Linked DNA regions of Zea mays: all the other regions are linked to region 3. The links are chromatin contacts, called in public Hi-C maps. All regions are on one chromosome and are shown on one strand. Each heading gives the region's core, a stretch centred on a gene start, on an enhancer-like site or on the middle of the called end of the contact. The rest is flanking DNA. Distances are from core to core; before and after follow the strand shown. Region 1 holds the start of LOC100278401. Region 2 has its middle 7.8 kb from the start of TRNAD-GUC. Region 3 holds the start of LOC100193630.

The links. Hi-C and Micro-C count contacts between places; a contact is called where the count stands out from the background.
Region 1: a contact with region 3 is called in a Hi-C map of tassel, with 2.8 times the contacts expected there. The contact joins the promoter of LOC100278401 here to the promoter of LOC100193630 in region 3. A contact is called at or near these places in 8 of 25 Hi-C or Micro-C datasets (bundle sheath, ear, endosperm and 3 more).
Region 2: a contact with region 3 is called in a Hi-C map of bundle sheath, with 3 times the contacts expected there. The contact joins the enhancer-like site here to the promoter of LOC100193630 in region 3. A contact is called at or near these places in 3 of 25 Hi-C or Micro-C datasets (bundle sheath and leaf).

The regions. Positions count from the first base shown.
Region 1 is chr8:68,234,378-68,238,322 of Zm-B73-REFERENCE-NAM-5.0, forward strand. LOC100278401 reads left to right here and starts at 1,889. Exons shown (of 5, transcript NM_001361336.1): 1 at 1,889-2,226; 2 at 2,810-3,403; 3 at 3,852-3,945. The coding sequence starts at 2,135.
Region 2 is chr8:67,657,614-67,661,474 of Zm-B73-REFERENCE-NAM-5.0, forward strand. No RefSeq gene overlaps it. Among protein-coding and RNA genes, the nearest start is that of TRNAD-GUC, 7.8 kb to the right of the region's middle. Within about 2 kb of position 1,383, at least 20 of the 20 cell types and tissues checked have an H3K27ac peak or open chromatin away from gene starts, as enhancers often do. A contact at or near this core is called in bundle sheath and leaf, where this site is marked.
Region 3 is chr8:67,924,203-67,928,021 of Zm-B73-REFERENCE-NAM-5.0, forward strand. It overlaps LOC100193630, which reads left to right and starts at 2,035. Exons shown (of 15, transcript NM_001358851.1): 1 at 2,035-2,162; 2 at 2,292-2,369; 3 at 2,509-2,558; 4 at 2,705-2,758; 5 at 2,960-3,012; 6 at 3,245-3,317. The coding sequence starts at 2,106.

The sequences.
Region 1 (3,945 bases), core at 639-3,138, 310 kb after region 3:
CAGATCCGCCGTCGCGCCTCAGGGATCCGCCGTCGCGAGCGTGTCCCCAGATCCATCGTCGCGCCACAGATGCTGGAGTGGCGGTGGCGGTGGCCATCGCAGAGACGGACGGGACAACCGCCGTTGTCACCGGGCCTAGGGTGCGCTGCCGTCGTCCGTCCGCTTCAAGAGCGCCGTCACCGCTTGCTCGCCTGCCTCGGAGCGTCGTTGTCGCTCGTTCCTGGTGGAGCGCCGCCGTCGGTCGCCTGCCTCGAGGTGACACCGCTGCTGGCCCCCAGGATCACCGCCGCCGCTAAAACCTAATTCCTGGCGGCGTGGGGGTGTTTTTATAGTGGTGGCGTGGGCCGGATCGTGGGCCCGATGCACGTAATATGCGCAGACTATATTTGCATAAACTGATACACACATCAGCATAACTCGTATTATATTTTGGCGTAAGCAGTTAGGTACAATAAGCCAAAAAGGGTCCGGTGCGGTCGCGCACCTGGTCGGTACGTGGTCGGGGCTTCCTATAGTTAAATAGAGCCTAGGGCTCTAAATACATATACTATATATATATATATATATATATATATATATATATATATATATATATATATATATATATATATATATATATATATATATATATATATATATATATATCCACAGTCAAGCGCAGCAGCCTCCTTTCGGATCCCCGGCGTGTAGCACTGCAAAGACGTAAAGAGCATGGCAGTTGGTCAGAAGCTAGGGCCGTGCTCGTGCGTGGAGCCGTTGGTCGTCCTGGCCCTCATGATGTGGGCATCGGACGGCGCCGGTGCCTCTCACGACAGCGCCGCCGGCAGGCGAGCAGCAGAGCACCAGCGGCGGATAAAAAATAATATTTGAACGAATAAACAAATCAATCACAAAAACAAAAATCTAGAAAAGAAAAAAAATCTGTACGAACAAATCTACATAAAAATGAAAAATCTAGAAAAAAAAACAAATCAGTGATAAAGACAAAAATACTACACATCTATCATGGGGATCGAACCCACAACCACAGGTTATGAGTCTTACTATCTATCAACTAAGCTAGACGAGTTTTGTGGTTATAATTGAGCTCGGCGCCAAAATCTATGGCGCCGAGCTTGGTGCCAAGTCGGCGCCACGACGTCCGAGTTATGCCAGCGCAGCACGTACCTCGGCGTCATAGCTTATGGCGCCGAGCTGTGTTACCTCGGCGCCATAGCCTATGGCGCCGAGCAAAGGGTACAAAAATGACATTAAAATTTTTTAGGGTCTAAACGTGATTTTTTTCCGAGAAAGGGTCAAAATGCAAAAAAAATGCAGGCCGGTGGACGCGCGCATCCACATCGAATCCGCCCGTCCGTCAAGAATCCCGTGGCCAACATCCTTTCCTCTTTCCCCAAGCCAAGACGCATCCGATGACCCCACACGTCAGTGAGTCCCAGTCGGTTAGGTGGCCCGGAGAGGGCAGTGCCCGCCCAGTTGTTGCCGAGTTTTGGAGCAGTAATCGCCGTCCACCTCTGGAGTGATCAGATCACGGCCGTAAGCTAAACGAGGGCTGCCGTTTGGCTTATCTGGACTGCAGGGAAGGCCCACCTGCCTGTCTCCGAGTGACGTGGTGTCTGCTGCTGCTAGTGCTTTGCTACGGTGGGCATCCGGCGTTTATGTGTCTCAACTCAAATCTTAACGCTTGCTTGCAGTTGCAGTGCAGCGTGCAGGTCTAGGAGACGAACGGGTTCGCTTGTGCAAATCCCATGGAACTTCGAGCTAAATCACGCACCTATGCCTCTGCGCTGGGATTACGGAAATGCCCATCAGCGTCGGCGTTTACCACAAGAGTGCCACGGCCTCGCAGGGCGAGAAAAGGTGCGGAAGAGTGGAGGGCGTTGCCGGTAGAGTGGAAATGATAAAGCCTCGGCCCTTCAGGCTGGCTCTGCTCCTCCTCCTCCTCGCCATTGCTGTGCGTTCTCCGCCTCACCAGATTTCGCAACAGAACCTTCGTTCCCTGCCGTCTCTTGTCGGTCTGGCCGGCCGAGGTGGGTGATCTGTAGAGCGAAACGCCGAGCCGGGAGAGGAGGGAGGCCGCACCGGCGATTGTAGAAGCAGAACCGGTGGAGGAGTAGAGGAGGGCGCCGAATCGATGCGCGGCTCCGCGGACGCCGTCGTGGTTGCTCGGGACGTGGTGGCCTCGTCGAGCCCGTCCAAGGCCGCGTCGGCGTTGGACATGACGAGGTACGCGAATCCACCACCAATCCCGTTCGCCTGCCGCTGCAGCTGCAGCTGCAGCGTTGTGTTCGTCGGTGTTCTTTCCTGAGACCAAAGCCGCGAATTTGCGCTCTCGTTTCCGCAGTCAGTGGTTGTTGCCGGCTCCTGCGGGGCTGATTCGAACAAGTTTCTCCCTTTCGTGCCGTGTTCGCGGCCCTTCTCTGCTGTTCTCTTCGCAAGCTCTTCGAGGCGCCGTTTGATCTGCGGGCAGGCCAGTTGTTCTCGCGTCTCGCAGCCTGTGTCTCACCCGCCCACCTGTGCTGGTTGGTTCTTCGCTGGTCTCGGTTCGGTTCTCCATAGATTGCAGGTTTTCGTTCTGAATTATCCGCTCGGCTTTCTGGGATGATTATTTCTCTGCACAGATCTCTGAACCGTTCGTTTAACGTGGAGTCCTGCTGCGGTTTGCGAGCGTTCTGGTTTTCTGCGGTTGCAAATTCACGCAGGAAGACGAGATTTTGCACATCTTTTCATCCATGACTCCAGGTGCTGGACCTTACTCTTCCTCGATCCAGTCGCTGACTCGAATTCCGTCTGATTGATTCCCCTGCAGATACCCGAGGCTCAGCCCAGATGGCCTCCCGCTGCCCAATGGCAGCGGCAGCGGCGCGAGCAAGAAGCCTGCAGCGCCGGTGTCGCCGGCCCCCAGATCGAGCAAGGATGACGTGGCACCGGCCGTCGCCACCGACAGCTCCCGCATCGCGGCGTTCCTAGCCTCGACGTCGCTCGAGCCCAAGCCGCGCGCTCGCGCACCGCAGCCACAGCCGACGGCTCCTAACTCGGCGCCCACCGCAGCCGTCGCCGCGAACAGGAGCCCCGCGCGCGACCACGGCCACGGCCACTGCTCCGACCACTCCGATCCCGCCTCCCCGAGCTCCACCGGGGCCCGCGAATTGCTGCTCCGGTGGGGACAGAACAAGCGCATGCGCTGCCGCCGCGACTGCGCGTCCGCGTCGCCGCAGCGGCGGCAGGCGGGCGGCAAGATACCGCGCCGCTCATCGTCGCCGGCGGCGGACAATCTGATGCCGCCGCCGAGCGCAGCGCCCTACGCCCGCGGGTCCAACCTCCGCTACGCCACGCCTCGCCCGCCGCGCTCCGGCGCCAGCGACGCGCACCACGGCCGCGGGGCCCTCCCCAACCCGCTCAGGTACGGCTGCCGTCTTTACTCCCACGCCCACCTCTTGGGCTCTTCCTCGATCTCTAGGGCGTCTTCCACTTCGTTTTCTTGCCGTTTTTCCTCTTCCGCTTTTACCCCGCCACCGAGCCGCGGTCGTACGTGGTGGCGCGGCGCGGCGAGGAGAAGGGCTAATTATAGTGGAAGGGTGCATCCAACGGTCCACCTCGCATGTCCACAATTTTTTTTCCTGTGGGCATCCGCAGCGGCAGCAGCTTTTGTTGCGGTTGCGGGCGCCCAGCTTTTGCTCTCCGCGCCGCATCCGTCCGTCCACCTCATCATCCCCTGGTCGCTGCTACCGAACCGCAGCTCCGCCGCCGCCGGCCTAACTCACCACCGTGCTGGGCCAGCCGATCGCGGCCGGGGTCACTAGTTAGTTTTGGTTGCTGGGTTCTGATGCTATGGCGGCGATGATGATCAGATCGGCGGAGGACTGTGCCGGTGCCTGTGCCGGTGCCGGGGAGAAGTTCTTGGCGGTTGCTGAGGCAGCGGCGAGGGCCCAGAAGCAGCGGGCG
Region 2 (3,861 bases), core at 133-2,632, 270 kb before region 3:
CCAATCAATTTTTCGTTTTATTGAATTGCGAAAAAGGCATTTAAGCATATGGGTCTTGCTTGATAATGGCATATAGGCTAAGCCCTTTAAAATGATGGCAAAGTGATGAAACCCATTTGCAATAATGGCAAGGTTCCAAATTTCTCTCTTCTCCTGCATATGCCGCCTGTGCGTGTGTGTCGATGGTAACTGTTTGTGTGGGAAATTACTAAAAAAAGTTGTTTGTGCGGGAAAGAAGAAAAAAAAGAACTAACGTTAAAGGCGGACCGTGTGTCTTGTGTTGTGGCGCAGGGCACCAGCAGCAGTGGGCGCTCCCCTTCGTCGGCGCCGGGCAGGTCAGGCCGCCGTCGCAGCAGGCGCCACCGGATAGGAAGGGCCACAGCGGAGGCGGGGTCATGGATTCAGGCTCCAGATCCAGTGGCGGAGCCAGGTTCGACGACGAAGACAGCCTCACCACGCGTCGCGAGGTCTCCTCCTCGCTCCAAGATACCTCAATTCCACTCAATCTATGCGAAATTCATTCTCCTCTCTTGCTCTTGACTCCAGCGAACGATGTGAAAACTCGATCTTTATCTCGACTTTTGACAATTTCCACCTGGATCATGGAAGTGCCACGAGAGATGGTTCAGATGTACCGAGTGGCCAGTCTGCGAGCAGCGATTTGAGCCCCGGCCTTCCCCGTTCGCTTCATGCTTCCATGTACAGCGCAAGAGCAGGGGAGAGCGCGGATCGAGGCCGCAATCCTGTCTGCGAGCAGTGATTCCCGTCTGCGAGCAGCGATTTGAGCGCCGGCTTGCCTTCCATGTAGAGGGCGGGAGCAGGTGGAGCGTGGAGCGGATCGAGCGACGTTGGCGAGGAGAGAGCAAGCAGATCCCGTCCACGAGCAGCGATTTGGGCGCCGGCTTGCCTTCCATGTAGAGGGCGGGCGAGCAGCGATTTGGGCCTCGGCTTGCCTTCCATGTAGAGGGCGTGAGCAGGGAGAGCGCGGAGCGATCGAGCGGCGATGGCGAGGAGAGAGCAATGGCGCCGATGGGATCTACGGTGAGAGCAGGGAGAGCGCGGGCAGCCAGCGGGGCATGCTTTACCAAAGATTTGGGTAGACGCCCTCGCGTCTACTCTTATAGAGTAGCAGAGATTATACGGTAGAGTGAATAAATAATGCTTGACTCTTCCGCTCCGTTGGTTTCCCGGCTACTCGTGCGCTCCGTGTACTCCGGTGCGCGCTCGGCACGGGCGGCAGAGAGACGTGTGGGCGAGGGGACACGGCGGCCACTCACATAGTCACATCACCAACAGTGGCCGAAACGGCGGGATCAGAACAGATCGCGGGCGGCACGGGCGCCCACACCGCCCACCAAAGCCGGCCCGGCCCCCGTCCCGCCCACCGCGAGCGAGCCCCCAGTGCCCTCCACGCGCGTGCGCCGTCGCGCTCGGGGTCGAAGGCAGGGCCCCCGCCCGCACGCGCCGCTCGCCGTGTCGCGCGCCGGGCCGCGGACGTGGACCGCGGTTGAGTGCCCAATGATTGGCCTTATTTTACTCCCCGGCTGGCCGTTGCCCCCACGTTCTCGCGCCCCCATCGGCCAGCCATCCCCATCCCATGCTCCCTCCCCATCCGTTCCGGCCCTCGCGCCTTTTTTCTTTCCTCGTCCGCCGCCGCCGGTGCGTTCGCCGATTCGATTCCAGCGCCGCGCGCGCGGCCCCCGCCTTTTCTTTATCCCGGGAAGGAGAAAAAGCACACACCAGCACGTCACGTTGTTGCCTGCCACGCGCGGACGGACCGAGATTTTCCGAGAGACGGACGAGACGAGAATGGATCGAGCCGCAAACAACGCATGCATGCAGCCAAAAGCGCGTTACGTTACGTTACGTGCTCCTGACGTATGTCGAGGCGTGGAACGACAGGAGCATGCAAAAGCACTGCATGTTCGCATCGCACGCGGCTGACTGCTCGTTCGTCGCGGCGCGTGCCTACGTCGTACGTGGGTGGTGGTGGTCGACGTCGGCGGCCCCCACCGCCGATCGGAGCTAAGAACAGCTGACAGCCACGCCGCCGCGTCATGGAAAGGCGACGGCCGAGGACGGACGTTGCTTGCGCTGGCCGCGGGCGTGGCAGACATGTATGATGGACACCTTTCAGTACACAGATTTTGCCGATCATGAGTTCAGCAACACAAAAGCCTCTCGATCGATAATCTATATACCTTATCTGCTAGGTTGTTTTCCACGCTCAAAGATCTCCAACTCTCGAAGCAACAACAGGTCCACAGCCTCTTCGCGTGCACATATACATTCCCGGCCGGCACCAAACGGAGAGAAGAAGAAGAATGAGAAAAAAAAAAGGAAGCCTCCCCTTTTGTTTTTCTGATGGTCGGTCGCTAGCTGAAAAACCACGCTCTTTTCCCACCGTACCTCCCCGTCCGTCATGCGAGAGCATGCTAAGAGCAACTCCAATAGTTATGTAAATTTTAGGTCTCTAAATCATAGATTTAAGAAGTTGCTAAATGATTTTGAAGTAAAAAAATGTGAGTTCTCCAATAGTTTTTTAAATATAAGTTGTAATTTTGTTTTGTATTTATCCACATAAAAAATAAGTCACAAAAACTATATAATGCAGTCAACATTTTTGTTTAGAGAGTTGTTAAATGGTTGCCAAATGTAGAGAGAAAATGAGGTTAGATGACAAATTGTTAAATTTAGAAAGTTCGTTTAGAGAACTGTTGGGGAATAGTTTTTATGTTAACTACCTAAATTATTGATTTAAGAAGTCTTTTAGAGAACTACTGGAGTTGCTCTAATGCATGCATGCAGCATGCATCCTAAAGTCGATCACCTACCCGGCCGGAATACAAGAGGACGCACACAAACACGTCCGCAGCCTCAGTGGCCAGCAGGCAGCAGCAGCCCAGACGCACTAACAGCAGGCAGCAGCCTTCAGAGTCCGAGAAGAGTGTGCAGTGTGAGAGAGAATCTATCAAACTTGACCACCAGCGGAAATAAAGCCCTTTGTCCAGTCAGTGATAGGGACTGCTCTTTTCAGTCCTGCGCGCGGCCGGGCTTATGTAATATAATATGGTCCATGCATATATGCGATGCAACATAATCTATATGGATGCAAGCATACCCAGGAGTGGATATCTCAGGCTCGAAACGACGCTAGCCACGCATGTTTATCCATGCATTGCTGGAGGGTGTGTCTGATCGAGACGCACCAATAATCCATGCAATGGTATCTTCAACACGATCCATGCTTCGCTGCTAAAGCATTATGCATGCATGCATGCCCGATTGTCCACGCACGCTGAACACCCTGCCCACTGCCCTAGTCTCAGCCACGGCCTCGCACACAGGGCACACTGGGCACAGGCCTTGAGTTCCTTCCTTCGTCCTCTTCTTTCCGAAGCAAGTAGCGGTGACTGCGAGCTGTGTCTGTGTGGGATCATGGCTTTAAATTTGTCCGCCGCGCAGGAGGAGAGACGAGCCCATTGTTTCGCGCCTCTCGAGACCTGCAAAGAAGCCATACACTAGTACACTGCACACACACCAATGCAACCATCCATCCATTTTCCATAATTCGATCGAGGCGTCTGCGTCGTCTCCCTACTCTCTCCTTCCTTATTCTGCGTGCCGGTGTCGTCGTCCTCTCCTCCACGGACGGCATACAGTGGGGCGCCATTTCGCGTGAAAGTCATCAAAACTGCCTGTAAATTAACAAAAAAAAAAACTCCCACCCTTCTCTCCTACCATGGTGAGAATCCTATTCTTCTACGCCACACACACAACACACCAGTGTGGCGCTTTTGGGGGGAATCATTAACAATGCAAAGCAAGGATAACAAAGTTGCATAACACTGGGACCGTACT
Region 3 (3,819 bases), core at 785-3,284:
GGAAATACCTTCCCCTCATTGCATCAATTTGCCCTTGCTTGATGGTTGATTTCCCGAAGACAAAATGGCTTGGTCTCCAGGGCCGATCTTCGGTGCTTTCATTCTCGCTTTCTACATCAAAGCTTTCACTATCACTGGAACCCTCATATATCCCAGCTAACATCTCATGTGCAATCTTCTCTGCGTTGGTTTTTCCATAGCTTCGTAAAACTCGGACAGCGTCGGGTCAACAATCTTCTTCTCGCCAGCCATCAAATCGACGGTCGTTGAAATGCCGAAGCTTGAAATCCAATTAAACTTGGCAAAGCAAGAAAGTTAAAATGACGAGCACAATGTAAGCAACTAAAATGACACAAGAGATGCTTTCAATGCAAGCTCCTATTTATATGTCTAGCGCCCTACAGTTTGGTGGGTCCCGCATGTCCGTGTCATTCGCAATTCTAGCGAAGGGAAGGTATTTTTTCAAACCTTTGGTTAAAGGCCTTCGTTCACATCGCAGTCTAAATTTGTTGCAAAGAAACAAATCAATACTACGAGGGGCTACTGTTGGGGGCCTTCCTATTCCGAAGGTCCTAAAAAATGTGATTAACCATGTCTTTTCAGTATATGGATTATTAAGGGGCTCCGGCTTCGGCATGAAGATCTATGACAAGAGTAGAGGTATAACCCGAAGGTGACAAAAATGGGCAACGAAGCTATAGTCAAGGGACTTTGGCTCGGGTTGACGACAAAGACCAAATACAATAGTGACCAAAAAGGGATAAAGACTATTTAGTCCTTACTGTTTTGTATTATAATTGTAGACGGTTGACAAGGACATAAATGTACTTTTACTCGGGTCGCGTCCCGTGCCTATAAATAGATAAACAGTAGCACCGTACTGTTCACGCTGGATTGTATTCACTCTCTCTCATCCCCGCCTTCGAGCAAACCGAATGTATCCATGTAATATTGATATTGTTGATATTCATATATGTTTTATAGAATGCAAGAATAAATGAATCATTACGATATAATTATAATGTCCATCCTTATGCATTCTCATCTATGTATTAATATGATGAAGGTAAATCCTTCCTGACCATCGTCTCGGTAAGCATTATACCCTCAGAGAGATAATGCTCCGAAGGACGAAAATTCTTAACGATTAACAATTGTGTTGCATTGTTCTTTATTCACAGCATTTGAGAACAAGTGACTAACATGTGGTAAAGCTAAAAAGGCATTTTTTAATTGGTATTATAATAGTAGAATTGTATAGTTATCAAATTTTGAGATACAAACACAAAAGCGTATGCAAGTTACACATTTGCAGGCAAAACACACACACACACACCATATTGTTACAAACATACTCCTATTTCCTTCCTTCTTACATATGCAGATTTTCCTTTAGTTGGTGCTCCTTTCAAGTTTCAACCAGTTCCAAGATAATCTAATGACGAATGAGAAGGAAAACAAATTAGAACTACGGAACACCACAACACAATCTGATTTTGATGGGAAGGAACCGGAACACAATTCAAGATAATCTAATTTCATTTTGGAAACAAGTTGGGAAGGAACAGGTGATAAATCTTCAGCTTCAATGATACTTCGATACTTTCTCTGTCCCAAATTAAAATTTATTTTATCTTTTTACTAAATTTATACAATAATTAATATAGTATTATATATATGTCTAGTTTCATATTTTTTTATATAAATATGAGTATATAATTTTAAAACAAAAACAACTACTATTTTAAGACGTAGGGAGTAACAATTTGTTGTGGCCGACAACCGGATCGTGGATGGACGGAGACAGTGAGACACGTGGGACACGGTGGTCGTTGGATTTGCAGCGGACGGTGCCGATCGCGTGGCTGGAGGGACGAGTCGCTTATCGCTTGCGAAGAAGCCTAAACGATGGCCTGGCTGTTCTGTCCTGTCCTGTCCATGTCCATGTCGGTGTCTTTCCCCGCACAGGAGCCGCGCTGCGCCACACCACGCCATTGCCATGCCAGTATGCCAGTTGCCACCGAGGTAAACAGCATAGCGACGGCTCAGCATAGAGACAAGTCCAGCGCTCAAGAGAGAGAGAGCAAGCCTTTCGGCCTCGCGTGATGCAGCAGCAGCAGCCGTCCGTCCGCGCCGTCACCATCCCCTTCGCCGACCTTAAGGTAACTAACCTTCCGCCACCGCAGACGCGACATTGCCAGCTCAGCGGTGTTTCATCACTCCTTTGGAGGCGGGCGGCTTGGCTTGGAGCTCAGCTGCTGTAACTCTGTCGGCGGGTACGGTGCGCGCAGGATCGGGGCAAGGACCTGGGCGGCTTCATCGAGGAAGGCTTCGGGCCTCAGGGGCTCGGCATCGTCTCCATCGCCGGCGTGAGTGATGTGATGCTACAGCGCGTCAGCGCTCGAGGCTGATGCTGTTGATGAGTAGATTCCGATTTCGCGACGGGACGAGTTGGTCACTTGGTCTCTCCTCGACAGCTTACGTGCGGTGTTTGCTTTGTGCACTCAGGTACCCGGTTACCCAGAGCTCAGGAAAAGGCTGCTGCGCTTGGCGCCAAGGCATGTTGTTTTGCACTCTCGTGGAAGTTCAGGGGCTTGAGGCCCTAATCAGGGCGATACGCCATGATTTTGTACCTTTTTCTTTCTTTCTCTGACTGAATTCTTTGCTGAAAAGATTCTTAATTACCCTCCCTACTGTTTGTTAGGATCGTCAGCCTTCCTGATGATGTGAAGAAACAACTGGAGGACCCAGATAGCAGGTCATAATTTAGGAATTTACAGAATGGTCTTCACCAGGGAGCTTTTGTCATGGTTGCTTAGTGTCTACTTGAATATTCCTCTTCTTTCTTCATTTTCTTTCAGAACAATAAGAGCTCCTAAGCTAGGATTTGTATATAACTTGCACTTCAGTTCATACAAAGCTTATGTATTTCTTATGCATTATTGGCCTTGCTTCACAGATACCACTTTGGTTGGAGTCGTGTAGAAGAGAAATTCGAGTCTGAAAGATGGGGTAAGGACCTTTTCACTCTGCGTAATCATGCATCACATTGTATATAGAGCATCCTTTAAGCCTATCAGTTTCAGAAACTTTACAAAAATGAAAATGGCTTAGTAGGGGGATAAATGCAACTGGGAAAAAGAAGTTAGTTGTAAATTTCATCTTGGAATGATCCTTCAAGTTTGCACATAATGTCTTGGAATGCTTTTAGGCCCATAAGGCAAATTTCATCTGTTTTATGCAGACACAGCCAAAGGCTCCTACTTCGCCAACCCAGTTTTTGATGTCCCAACAACTGATGATGAGCTTGTAACTAGGTATAGTGTGCCTAATCCGAAGCTACCTTTCTGTACAGTTTTAAGTATATTTGACAACTAGAAATGTGCTGATGTTATTATTGTTCCCACCCTGTTTTATGTACTGAAGCATCTTTTAGTCAATGGTAACTTCACTGTCTCGCTGCAGCTCAAGCTTGCTGGCTGTATCATTTTAAATCTGTAATGTTTGCTACTTGTCTGAACAGTTTGTAGCATTTATGCAAACGAAATTACAGTTCTAATTTTAGATGTAGCGTATTGAATATGTTGAAAGAACTCTTGAATTTCATTTTTAGATGTTCATATTGATATTGGTTCCTATTTTTGTATCATTTTAAATCTGTAATGTTTGCTACTTGTCTGAACAGTTTGTAGCATTTATGCAAACGAAATTACAGTTCTAATTTTTAGATGTAGCATATTGAATATGTTGAAAGAACTCTTGAATTTCATTTTTAGATGTTCATATTGATATTGGTTCCTGTTTTCTTTCTGATAATAT